2 separate regions of the Gossypium hirsutum genome follow, and region 2 is linked to region 1. Evidence: chromatin contacts called from public Hi-C data. All regions are on one chromosome and are shown on one strand. The core of a region is the stretch at or near the end of the contact, and the rest is flanking DNA. Distances in the headings are between cores, read along the strand shown. Region 1 holds the start of LOC107905964 (G-type lectin S-receptor-like serine/threonine-protein kinase At4g27290). Region 2 holds the start of LOC107905947 (pectinesterase).

Region 1 (2,615 bases), core at 51-2,550:
AATTTAGCATAAGCAGCGCAAGAACAATTCTTCAGGCACTCCGCCTCGCAATCTCCGATTGTCATACTTACATTCACCCTAAACTGCGATGCATCCGGCAGTTTCAGCCCTGTGAATTTCACAAACCCTTCTCCTTCATGGCATATATGTGGATCTTTTCGTACACATCCACCAGACCAGTCAAGGACATCCCAGTCTTTGGACGATTTGGGCTCAAAGCCCTTCAAGCAGTCACAGTTGGGAGTCCTGTTAATGTTGCAAATACCGTAACTACCACACAAGTCATAGTTATCACATCTATCTTCTTGGACAGTGAATATGAGGTACCAGTTAGAGTGGCGATCATTCCAGGAAAGGTGTTGAACCGATCCAGATTGACTCAACACGAACCTCGATGGGATGTTGGCTGTTATGTTATATGAATAATAGACTTCATCGGCGTTGGAGACAAATATTGGAGTAAAAACTGGGTTTACCTTCAAAACTGGCACACCACTAAACTGTGTTCCATACCATGGTCCACTCCGGAACTGCTCGTCGGAACCCTTGCGAAGGACGAGTTGAGGAAGTCCACGAGGATCAACGCTATAAGTATATTCTCCAGGAGAAGGATCGTCCGAACTTTTCCATGAAGTAAGATGTCTATTGAGACCGGTTTTCTTGTTCCAACCAAGTTTCATTCCCGGTAATAATGTGTCTGATGGATAGTCGAAGCTTTGCCATAAGTACCTCTCATCATTGTCATCCCCTGCATCCTTCACAACGAGATTCCCAGTATCTAACAACTCCGCAACTGGATTTTTAGCCGTCAGCGATGAATTCGAAGACCAGATAATGCTCCTTGATTCATTGACAATGGACAGTGTTCCATCATCGCCAAGTTTTAATAAACCAGAATTATTTTCAAGCGGGAACTCTCTGTTTGCGACCCAAACAACAGTCCGAACCGGAATGTTCTTGTACCATATTCCTAGATATCGATAATTGGAATCCCCGGTATTGAAGAAACCTAGTTCAAATTTATGACCCGCGGACACTATTGTCTGGCTGTCGTTGATGGAATCTGCTGGAGTTATGGTATCAACGGCAATCGAACTTTCTAAGAACAAAAATACTAGAGATAAAAAAAACAAGAGGTTGCCTTTCAATTTCCCCATGAATTTGTGGATCTTCCATTTCTCTACATTAAATTCGGGTTCACGTATTTAGCACCTTTTCCCCCTCGTGTGAAACAGTAAGTTGGAGAGTCTAGGCATTTAATTGACTAGTCGAATGCAGAAGGCTTATTTTAGTGCGGAGTGGGTGGATAAGCAGCCCCCACCATAATTCATAGTTAAAAAATTCATCAAGGACTGAATTATAAGGGAAGTGATCATAAAAATATTGTTCAAATTTTCAATCTCGAGTTTAATCTCAAGCAAATATATACTAACAGTGCATTTGCATAAAATTAGTAACAAAAAGAAAGATTATTCCATTATATTTCAACTTTCTACCTTTATTTCATGACCAATTTGTTAATAAGTGCTGTGTATCGAATTGCTCTGCATGGCTCAAAAAGAACTAAGAGGGACGATGAGTGATGAGCCATGTTTACAGTATATTAAGACAAGAAATTTGTAGTATCATTTATCATCTTTTGGCTCGAATGGTGTAGCTTTCGAAGGATGATCTTTTTTCAGTGCTGTTAAGCCAAAAGCCTTTCTGCCCTTGACACAGTCTTTGTCTCAATTCAAAGTAGAAAAAAACCTAGGGAACTAATGTAGACACTAGCAAAAAGTTAGTCTGGTAGGTATTTTTACATATAATCATTAATATATTAGATATATTTCATAATTTATCATTGATGTTGCATGTAAGTCAATGATTCAGAATGTGGGAGCATTCGATGATGATGATGATGATGATGATGAGAGTGCCCCATGTAAAAAAAGATTATGTAACAATTCTGCTATAACTTTTTTGTGATGTAATACGGTTAGTGTCTCATACTTTAAGACAAAGCTGTTGTATCCATAACTTCAATGATCCAAGAAACCTGACATCACAACCTTTTACGTGTTTTATGTAATAAGATTTTCTTTTTATTAAATAAATTTGGCTTAGAAAAAAAACCTTCTAACGTGTCAGAAAATATCCACACATCAAAGATCTGGTTGTTGAATATATAAATTTTTTCGTTGGTTGGTAGGGCGTCCTCATCCACTATATTAGAAGATTTTATAAAAAATAACAGAAAAAAATGGGGACTAATCATCTCTGGACTTGACTTTCCAAATGCCCCGGTTGAATTTTCAATACTGCTGGGGGCTTCAACTGTACACATTGCAATTTCTTGAAAGTAAAAAAAAAAAAGAAAAAGAAAATTCATAAGCCAAAGTGGAAAACAGGAAGATTTGGTGCTTAGAAATTTGTTCACGTTCTTAGATCAGTTCATCTGTTTCTGAAAGAGAACTTGAAGACATGAGATGGGTGATTCATAATTGACCCTTCAAAAGAAATTGTAGTTGGAGTGGTTGGAAATCAGGGCCTGCCTGGTCTTCCATTTGCTCCACAGCTAAGATTAAATATAAAAATGATTTGCTGCTCCAAGGAAGCTTCTTACATGACTCATT
Region 2 (2,615 bases), core at 72-2,571, 130 kb before region 1:
GCTGCTGAGCCATGATGGAAATCCACCGGTCAATGGGTCGTCATCGAATTCTGTCTTCGTAGGAGAAACGGAAACCAAAATGGCCAGGGAAGTTCTTGCTTTCGATATAAGGTCGCTGAGCCCTGGCTCCATAAGGGTCCTCACTGACCCTTGTAGCCCATCCAAGCACGTCACATGGTTTGTCAGCACGCTGCTCAGCCACGCCTGAGCATTTGAATGCCAATTAACATCTTGTTTTTCAACACCAACCATAGAATCCATGATCCTGTCCCTGGATAACTCCATCAACTCCAGACAATCAGCCGAACTCGCTTGCTCTCTACGATTATTGATTCCATCGTTGAAGTTGCGAGCCTGGTTGATGACATTTTGTATATCAGAAGCAGATCGCTCTAAGAAAGCATGTAGCAGATCAACACCCTTCGTTCTCACGGTTGTCTTTGAGGCTACTTCAGAGAGCAAGGCTGAACATGATTTCTGGTCAACAGCTCTCTCACAATATTTATATGGATGATTAGCATCGAAGGAGCTGAATCTTACTAAAGGGATAGCAACCAGGGCAGCTAAGCATATTAGAAGTACCAATGTGAAAATTAGGGGGCAATCCCTGCTGTAAGAACCTCTTGGTCTGTCTAGTAAAGGCTGACGGATATTAGCCATGGTATTTAAGTAAGCTTGATACGCTTAACTGCAGTAGTAGGCTCTTTTGCGCTACATAATCCTTAAATAAGCAAGGGAGTCCAGTACGGGATTTTCTTAATCACAACATTGAAGTAAAGCACATAAGGGGATAATGTATGAAACAGTTACACATGGATAATAAAAAAAAAAGGTAAATAATTAACGCCATGAATGAAGATGGAAGTTATCATTAACCAGGATTTGAGTCTTGAGATGATCAAGTTTTCTCAGTGGATCATTTGTCAACTTTGGAAAACTGGGACATTTGTAACCATGCTTTAGGCTGTTCCTTTTCTCCGGGTCCCTCAATGGCTAAGCGGCAACATTAGAGCTAAGGCTATTTAGCTCAGGAACAAGGTCGAACCTTTTGTTCCTTCAACTAAATCTAAACATCAAACCTTTCTCATTATTATCTTTAATTATTGACAATTTTCCGAGTGCTTGAAACATTCAACTAAAACTGTTGAATGGTTATGAAATTGCTACATGTTCAAATGGTTCATAAATACACGAGGAGTGCTCAAAGACATTGCATAAGGTGCATATCATTATCTTACACATATTCGGCTGAGACAATATTTTAATACGGAAACACACCCAATACTTTTAAAAACATAAATATAATCAAATTGGAACAAAAACAATACTTACTAAAGAATACAAAATGAAGCACATATGTATGTGAATGCTTGGTTATTTATAATAGAACACGTCCAGCTTTTGAATAAAATCTATTGAGCGATGACTTAGGAAAAGCAAGGGATCATGATGGCACTGTCTGCCACTTTAGAATCCAAGTGGAGGATTTTAGATCCGCTTATAATGTGAGCCATCATGGAATTGCTGAATATCACCATTAAAAGAACAATAAACCCAATGGGAACTCTTGCCACAAACAACAGCATTTCATTGATTTGCTTGAACGATAGCGATAAATTCAATCACTTCACCTACTCTACTTACCTTTGTTTACCATTCTTTTTTTTTAAATAAATATTTATTATTGTCCTTTTTCCTTTACCCTTCTTCATCTTTTCTTCCTAGAACTTTGTCTAAGTTTAAACATTGGGAACAACTAAACGTATTTAAAAAACTTAAATTTATAAATTTGGAGGAACCCAACATGATTTATTGGAAAAACGACAAGAGTGCAAGGCCAACTTCTATTAAATTTGAAGGGGGAACAACTAAACGTATTTTAAAAACTTAAATTTACATAAACTTATACTAGTTTATGGTTCTGGGTTCTTATCTTTCAACTCGAAAAGGACATTGATATTTGCTTTAATCTTGCTGTTTCTTTACAATACCTAGAGAGTTGTTTACTCTTAGCCCATCCCAAACAATTACCCATTCGAAATGGTCCACGAACAAATAAATCAAAATGGCCCAACTAGCTTTTCAAAGGATCCCATCTGACTGATCCATCCATAAACTAGGTTTAGTACTTGAATGCGGAGTCAGCTGTCAACCTTAGCAGGTAACGTTTAAGCTTAAAACTCGAATATCGATATCGCAATCTCTTATTATATTAAACCGAAATAACAATGCAGGCAGGCAGCCTTTGATGTAAACTACAGCTTTAGTAATCCAAGGAGGAGGATAAATGCAGACAACAATGAATATAACGATACTAAAGGAACAAATTGATCAGTGATTATAGAGTTTTATCCAAGAAATGTGTGTTGAACAACAAATGATTGAATGGGAAAAAGAACCATTCATCCATAGTTCAGGCGGAATATGTCATTCTGCACGTAGAAGTTTCCTTCAAGCATGGGGATTAGATGAAACATCTGTTATACCATTAAAAATTAGAGACTAAAATTGTATTAATTAAGAATGAGAACCAAGCTTTGAGTAAGAAATACCTAACCTGGCTGAACCGTAAATGGTGCTCCTCTCCAGGCAACTGGAGACTGCCACTGATGAAG

What was found. A called contact is a pair of places that touch in the nucleus more often than the background predicts.
Region 2: a Hi-C map of hypocotyl shows a contact between it and region 1, with 2.0 times the contacts expected there. The contact joins the promoter of LOC107905947 here to the promoter of LOC107905964 in region 1. A contact is called at or near these places in 2 of 34 Hi-C or Micro-C datasets (hypocotyl and leaf).

What each region holds. Positions count from the first base shown.
Region 1 is chrD05:15,135,152-15,137,766 of Gossypium_hirsutum_v2.1, reverse strand. LOC107905964 (G-type lectin S-receptor-like serine/threonine-protein kinase At4g27290) reads right to left here and starts at 1,300. Exons shown (of 7, transcript XM_016832767.2): 1 at 1-1,300. The coding sequence starts at 1,157.
Region 2 is chrD05:15,266,309-15,268,923 of Gossypium_hirsutum_v2.1, reverse strand. It overlaps LOC107905947 (pectinesterase), which reads right to left and starts at 1,321. Exons shown (of 2, transcript XM_016832749.2): 1 at 1-1,321. The coding sequence starts at 660. It overlaps LOC107905951 (nuclear transport factor 2B), which reads right to left. Exons shown (of 4, transcript XM_041093952.1): 3 at 2,558-2,615; 4 at 2,193-2,477. The coding sequence ends at 2,403.